Regions from separate parts of the Zea mays genome. Here region 2 is linked to region 1. Evidence: chromatin contacts called from public Hi-C data. All regions are on one chromosome and are shown on one strand. The core of a region is the stretch at or near the end of the contact, and the rest is flanking DNA. Distances in the headings are between cores, read along the strand shown.

Region 1 (4,119 bases), core at 1,156-3,655:
TAGTTAAAAAAATATAATCAACAAATTTCTGACTATTAGTTTACAGAAAGTAGAACCATAACCTGCCAAAATTTTGCAGGTGGTAGACCATTCTAATTTTCAATTACCTTCTGTAGGGAACTGTCAACGCAGTTGATAGCTAACAGTTGTAAATGGTCATTGACTATTGACAGTTTCTGGGATTTCATAATCCATATTTCCCTCACAGAACAATTGACCTTTTTTTGTCACTTCTAGTTTTTTCCCGAACTTCAACAAAAGCACCTCGCTGAACAATTGTTCTTTTTTTGGGGGTCACTTCTAGTTTTTGCCTTGCTGTCAACAGAGCTACTTGTTTTGATAGTTACACTCTTGTGATCGAATGTCAATATTTCTTTATAGCTAATTATTGTCATGATTATGCTTTCTAAGCTTGATTGTCTCCCTAACAGTTGTTGATATGTTATGTTGCTATTCTTGTGTTGCCATATACTTAAGGGCTTGTTCGGTTCGCTCTCAATCCATGTGGATTGAGTGTGATTGGGCGGGTTTAAATCCCAAGCAAGTCAAACTTAATTTTTTTCAATCCCATACAATCCATGTGTAATGTGTAATGGGAATAACCGAACAATGTCTAAATGTGTTTGCATTCTTATTATGATATCTCTTAAGCCTCTGTTGAGCACACGATCATTGTTCTCAATTTTTTATACATCATCCTATTTTTATTGAGCTTATTTCGAGTTATGTTTGACCTGATACTCCAGGTTCATTTGGTTTAGGATTTTCATCAGTTGTTCAGTGCAGTCTTAATTAATGACTCTGAGCCAAAAAAATCTTAATATACTTGGTCTGATTTTTAGATTCTCCAGACAGAATTATAAAAATTAATTATAATGGATCTCTATGAGGTCATTTGCGTAATGATGACCATATCCAGCCAATGTTACACACTTTCCGGACTGATGTTGCAATAAATTTTTTCCCCTGTTTACGATCATGGATTCATAATTGGGGCTCGTAATATCTGTCACTTATTATGTGCATTTCAGAAATATTCTGAATCGGAATCTAGTGGACTTGCTTTGCGTTGCATGAACTATTTATGGGTATGGGCACGGTTTGGCCTGGTTCCTTGCGGGGCCATTGGCTTATTGTGCTACAAGGATGGCAGAGCTATAATACTATTTATCCAGCACAGTCGGTGCCTCACAAACCGGAAAGGTATGAGCTTTTCTTTTACTACCCCCTGTTACGAATGATTCGGACTCGAAGGTTCATGAATTGCTGTTGAAGCTGTTTAGCCCATCAGATGATGAGAACAAAGGAATCACATTCCCGATTTGCTGTCGCCCCCGCTAATCTTCCCCAGCTTTTCTTTGCACAAGCATCCTGGCTGCAAGTAGCCTGATGCTCGTGCTGAAGCTTTGTTGAAGCCAACCGTATCTTTTGACCTTTCTATCTCCCTCTTTCTCTATTGCTCGCTGCCGTTTTGGGCCCCATTTCCCTTGCCGTTTTGATTGGTTTCATGCTAGCAAGTGGTTTTTTTCTAGTATGTTTTATTATCAGGACCTAGCAACGAACGTTGGTTCCTGCCGACACGATGAGTGTTACACATAACTGTAGGTGCTATGCTGAGGCGTCCTTTACACATAACTGGACTCTACACGCTGACGTTAGTTTTGTCGCCGCACGGGTCATCTGGGGATTTTGCGGTGCCGGAACGGGGGTGGTTCTGAGGGGGAAACATGTGGGATTGCACACAGAATTTGACGCTGTGAACCAGAGAACTCTTCTCTGCCGATGTCAGCTCCCAACTCCAACGGCTGCTGTACTCCGTGATCTGTTCCCACCTACTCCTCGCGGTGGTATTTAATGCGTGTCCGTCGGTCCGTCCTCTACGCAGAGGATTTGAGTATCGTCATCTCTGAGACGCTAATGACGTGTTAGCGACGTGCGTTTGGCTCTTGAGCGGTGTCGACGGATTGCTCTTTGTGAAACTGACTTGTGTTTACTTTTCTTTTTGTGTGTGTGAAAAAAAAACTGAGTCCGATCTGTTGCCAAAGGCGCCTTGTGGTTTGAGGCGAGAACGCCACAGGGAAGGGGGAAAAAACAGCAGCGCAGAACCACGCGGACCGATTAATTAATCCCATCCGTCTGTTTCGTCTCCATTAACCAGATCAGTTTTTTTTCTCTTTCAACCACCGTTGAAGTACACAGTCCACATAATCTCACCTCAAACCCGGGGCAAGAAGCGATTTACGCATATGCCCCCTCCAGCCATCAGTAGCCACGGGCTATCCTGCGCCCACCACCTGCCCTCCTGCCTTCGTCCTGCCCGGCGCCTCTGCCCTCCTCCGGGCTCCACAGAGTGAAAAAGTCTCCTCTTTTCCTCTTCCTCTCCCGTTGCCAGGCATGGGGTTGGCCTAGTTGTGCCCGTTGAGCACTAGCAGCCTCCTTGAAACCTCCAGATCTGTGCCTCCAAGGCCCCCGTTCCTCGGCAACAAGGTAACCTCCCTGTTCCTGCTCCCTTTCCTGACTACTGGTGATGAGGATGATCCTATCCGGTGCCTCCTCTGTTAACGCCTAGTCCTGTCGTTTCAATCAGCTGTTTCCTGTTAGTTTTTCCTCTCCTGCAGTGTCTACCTTTTTCATATGCATGTTTATGGGATAATAATGTTTCCCTTGCAGCAGAACAGATACTTGACCGAACATTGCAGGTTCTCTCCTCACGCGAGAGGAGCTGAAAAAGTAGTAGCGCCCTCTTGTTCATCCCATATTTTTGTTTGTTTGTTTTGCACCCCAAGTTCCCAAGAGCTTTTCTTTGCCTGACAGTTGTACTTGCGCCCCTGCGGAGCAAATCTAAGATTGGGTTTTTGCTAAAATTAGGTAGGGGGGCACAGAAATCTCACTGTGCCTGCCTGCCTGCTTTGGCCGGCCTTGGGAAAGTGCCAGTTTTTAAGTTTTCCTCAACGGTATGCTGCAGTCCCATCTGACGGACCTTGTTCCCTGTGCCCGCCCACGTGGCCTCCTCTGCAGCCGTCCAGATGGACACCGCCGCGCCCCTGCAACTGAAAGCCTGCGCCGGCGACGCCGCGGAGAAGCTGCTGCTCGCCGTCGCAGCCGAGGTAAACATCCGTAACAAAAAAAAAATCACCGCCAAGCCCCCCCTCCCTCCCTGTTCATTCATTTTGTCGTTCTAGTCGGTTCTCTGATTCGGCTGCTGTATATTATTTATATTTAATTGGCTTTATTTATTTATTTATTTATCCTACTGGCGCAAAGGCCTGCCTGCCTGCTTGCTTTGGGCCGTTGAGTGGGTGAGATATTGTTCTTTGTTTTGGACTCTTTTCGGATGCGGATTTGTGTTGGCGGGTTTAGGGTGTGGTTTTTCCAGGCGGGGTCCGGGATTTGAGTTCCGTGGGGTGGTGCTGAGTGGGGGCCCACGGGATACAAACGCCCCCTTGTTTGGTTGCTATTTACAACCTTACCCCCGCTCCGCGCCCCCGAATATTCGCTTCTCATGACACCGAAAGATTCCTACTCGATCTCCAGATATTTTCCCCCGCCTCGTCAACAGCCCGTGGGGTTTTTCTTTTTCTTTTCCCTTCCATCTAGAAAAACCGGCGAGAAGCTGCTGTCCCGTTTCAGTGGCTTAACTTCTAAGCAACATGTTTCAGGCAACGCACAGTGATCTGGTTACTGTAGCGATGTTATTATGCGTCCAGGCCACTCTCTCTAGGAAATTAATATGCATCAAGTTGTTTTCTGCCCACAGTTTTGTAGGAATACTTCCTTAAGATCAACTCCAGTAGTTCTCTAGAAGACTCTAAATCAATAATTTAGATAGCTAAACTAAAAACTCCTCTTCAACGGCTCTCTAAATAATTTCGTTTTTTTATTACTTGAGGACTTGCTAAATCTAGTATTTAGGTTGTACCTCCGTACTTTTTTATTTGTCGTGGTTTAGTTTAAAAATAAACTAGCTGAAGACAAATATTTTAAAACGGAGGTAGTAGAATTATATATAGCTATTGGAGTTGCTCTGATGACTAGAAAAAAGGTCTTTCTTTCTTAAACGCCAAGCCTGTCCGCCGTCCTTTGCCGCTTGCATTTCACTGCGAGTTGCGACCGCCAAGT
Region 2 (4,119 bases), core at 1,095-3,594, 250 kb before region 1:
TATCTTTCATTGCTACACAAATCCTTCTCATAATGAATTTTCTCTCAACTTAAACGTACAAAACATGTATCTAGTGAAATGATGTCCACACCGTCCTAGTAATCTGCAGAACAAAGGGAACCAATGAACCATATTTTCGTTTGTAAGCAGGAAACCATTTACTAGTACAACCAGCAAATTACTCTTTTCAAGTAATATATTATGGGCTGTTAGGATCAGTGCCCCAGCAGGAAGCCAGGAACACAAGTTTTGGCCCTGCCCATGCAATTTGGCTGGGCTGCAATGCTGATGCATCAGCTGGAGAGTGGCCCAAGAAGTGCCACACATTTTGTAACAATCTTTGGAATTGTATTTTCTAAACTATGTGCCCAATATGTGATCCATTTACACCAATTACGTACTTGTGATTTAATGTAAACAAAGACACATGATGGATAATTCGATTTATGTCGAAATTCTAAAAATCACTGACATGTGGGCCCCACATGAGAATCACTGTTTTAGAATAATTTGCTGTGGTTGCAACCAAGTCCAATCTTGGCTTTGTTACAAACCGAACGCTGTATTTATAACTCAAATTTGGTATTATCCTAACTTTGGCCATGGCCAATATTTGGGTTAGGCCTCCTAGGATTTAGGGTCTACAAGAAAACAAACCACTGGACGATCTATTCTGGAACAACGTAAAATTGTGCACAACACATAAACCAGATAACTCAATTTTTAGTACAGTGCCTGTCATAGCCAGATCCATAACATTTCATCACCTAAGGTACGGAGTTTATCTTTATTGATTCACTTATTCATGGCATAGTTCAGTGCTCACTCATTCGAATACCACTTTTCATCCCTAGATCTAGTATCAGCCATTGTTAAGACCATAACCATTCATTTACAGCCGCATGCAGCTCAATTTTGAGTGCAAGAACACGTCAAATATAGTATTGACAAAACAGATCATTGGTTTAAATAAGTTCTTCAGATTCAATAGCTATATGTTTCATTGCTAAGTATCAGACTTGAGAAAAACAAATAAGGCATCATTGCAAGCACTCCACCCATCATTAGTATCAAAGTTGTGAAAGTAGTTGCAACACGACATACATTGACTTTGGAGGAATTCTGCCAAACAATGACTCCAAGCTATCCAGTCTAGTACCAAGAATAGTTATTTTTCTCCGAATGGCTGAAGTATGCCGCATAATTTCTGGGCCTGATTGTGGAAGAGACCCTCTGTCGGCAATCATGGAACTGATGTCATCAGCAAGTCTGGATGCTTCATTGTATTCCTTCATCCATGGGTCCGAAGATGATGCCATTGCTGGTTAATTCAAAATGACAGAACACGTCATGTGAGCAGAATTTGGATAAGCATAATAGCATAAACAACAATATTGTAACCCATTATCAAACAATTTCATTGTAATAAACTAGTATCATGCAGAGCCCTTCATGTCTATGTAAAGCACCACCAGAACTGTGGTTGAAAAGGCAGGAAGCTCTTACAGGCAAGTTATCAACAGACAGTTTCTAGGCATTGCTGTCTATCAATGCCATTATTGAGTACAACAAGCTTCATAGAAAAGGATTTGCATGTGTAGAACTTTGTTTGACTAGAGCAAATGATACATCATGAATCTGCGAGTAGTATTTTTCCCAGCACACCTACCTTTGGTATTAAGCACAATTAAGGGTGACAATGGGCTCTAAAATTTACACTATAAATTTTAAGGATCGGATAGGATTAGAATTGGGCTCTATTTTTATTCAAATTTTAACTAAAATTAATATAGGGCTCTAACAATTTGTGAAGAAACATTTGGATCGCGATCTATTACCACCCCTAAGCACGATAGAACTAGACATGGGCTAAAGTACACCAAGGTAGCACTTAGAAGAAACAAGACTACTCAAAATTTACAGTGAACATTGCCAAAAAAAAATGCTTGCCTCTACTGCAGCTAACCCCAACTGAGGATGACTATAGCATGCTGTCCCTTGCTCCCAGCTTGTTGGTCACGGGTCAGTATCTAATCATGATAGTTCTCAGATAAGCTGAGACATCCCAGACTCAAACCAAATTTCTGGCTTGTAGAATTGCAACAAGATAACTCCCTTCACAACAATTATTAATCCTACTACATTAAATTCGTAGAAGCCTCGTGCTGGACGCAGAAAGACCGAATCAAAATGCTAGAATTCGCCATGAATCCAAAATCCCCCCATGATAGCTCTTCTCCCCATTGTTGAATCGTGCGTATCCGTCTATAAAATCACCAAAATCCCCAGCCGTCGTTCCCCAGAAGGACCCTACCGAGATCCCAATAGACACGTAACCTCACCCTGTGGGTACTGATGTGGAGGAAACAGGACAGAGAGGAAAGATTAGGCCACGAATAGGCGAACCTGGTAGATCTGGACGCAATCGGAGGACCAGAGATCGAAACCGGGCCTCGGTCGAGTCGCCTCCCCCTTCCTCTTCTTTTCCGCGTGTCTTTGACGAAGCTGTGGCGAGCAAGAAAGAGAGGCAATAATTGCCTTTTTCTGTTAATTGTTTGACGAGAAATATAAAAGACGGAACGCCGTTGCAGTGGGTAGGGCTGACAATGGGCCTCAAATTTTACGCTATAAAACTTAAGGATCGAATCGAATTAGGATCAGGTTTTATTTCTATTTATTTTTTAACTATAAATAAGTTAGGGCCCTACCAAATTGTGAAGAGTCATTTGGATCGCGATCCATTACCACCCCTAGCCGTGGGTGCATGCGCATGTACCTGTACCTGACGCGGGTAAAGGAACGGCGGAGCCCACCACGTCGTTAGCTGGGACGACGCTAGGATGGAGGTGGCGGCCTCGCAGGTGGGGGCGGGGGCGACGTCAGGCTGGCCGCAGCGCTCGCCGCGCGACCGCCCCCTCCCCTTGAGTGGCGGCTACAGGGGCGCCCCTGCGCCCGCAGCGCGGCCCCCTGCGAGGCCCCCCACGCGGCGGAGATGAACAGCACTCCGCTGGCTGTAGCGCGCGCTCTCTCTCCCCCTTGCACTGTTCGTGTGGGCCCGGTTTGAATTAATAGTAGTAGAAAAATTGATAGTAGGTAAAAAGTAGGTATAGAAAATAATATTTTATATTGTAGTGGAGTATAGGGGGAGTATTTAGGGGGAACCGCTGCGGGAGATGAAAAAGTAGGGGATAAACTATTGATGATGTGACCCAAAAAAGTGATATAGGGGGAAAAATTTAGAGGGAACCGCTGCGGATAGCCTCAAGGTGGTGGGATCTCGGGGCGGCGGCGTTGGGCGGCGGGTAGCCGGGATGTCGGGGAGTGGCGGGCGGATCCGGCGGATGGAGGGGGCCGATGAGAGCTTTTTGAAACAAGGTATCACCAAGACAAGCTTATGAAAATAGGTATCTTATAATCCGTTCAACTTCAGATTTTTGCTATCGGGTGTGATTTAGCCGATCCGCAGTCGAGTCTATCTCACTGTCCCATTTCTTAGAACGGATCGGCGGTCGAGCTGGAGCTGGCGACGCTCTTCTTTGCCGGCGCGCGCTGGAGCTCGTCTCCAACTCGAGCGCCGATATGTTCTAAGAAATGGGGCAGTGAGATGGACTGCCGTAACAGCGACTACGGATCGGCTAAATTACACTTCGATAGCAAACTTCCGAAGTTGAAAGGATTATAATACTAAAATTCTAATTTCGGTATTTAGGATACCTATTTTCAGAAGCTCAGTCTTGTGATACATTGGTTCCAAAAAACTCGACCGATGAGACAGAACGAGGGAGGACAGCGGCGACTGTACAATTAATTTTACTTCGCCGGGAAGAAAACCACGGCCCATATGTTGACATGGGCTACAATCCTCGCATCGCATCGAGAATGGCAAGACAGGGGCCGTGACATGGTCCTCCGGGTATGCGGTAACTAGCTCCAGCAAAGGACCTCAAAGAGTTCTGTATCTTAAATATAAAAGATCAAATGGTTCTCTATGCTCTACAACAACGTCCTTTAAACAATCCTCTAAATTTAGAGGGCGTTGCTGAATTCTCTATATATAGAGTTTCTCTAAACGGTCCTCTATCCATTTGGATACTTTAAATAACCGGTTTAGCAAAAATA

The links. A called contact is a pair of places that touch in the nucleus more often than the background predicts.
Region 2: a contact with region 1 is called in a Hi-C map of bundle sheath, with 2.8 times the contacts expected there. The contact joins the promoter of LOC100193337 here to the promoter of LOC100274295 in region 1. A contact is called at or near these places in 2 of 25 Hi-C or Micro-C datasets (bundle sheath and leaf).

What each region holds. Positions count from the first base shown.
Region 1 is chr2:6,828,668-6,832,786 of Zm-B73-REFERENCE-NAM-5.0, reverse strand. LOC100274295 (nucleolin) reads left to right here and starts at 2,405. Exons shown (of 2, transcript NM_001148659.1): 1 at 2,405-3,107. The coding sequence starts at 3,027.
Region 2 is chr2:7,075,834-7,079,952 of Zm-B73-REFERENCE-NAM-5.0, reverse strand. It overlaps LOC100193337 (Syntaxin-51), which reads right to left and starts at 2,344. Exons shown (of 7, transcript NM_001138472.1): 1 at 1,951-2,344; 2 at 1,105-1,321. The coding sequence starts at 1,319.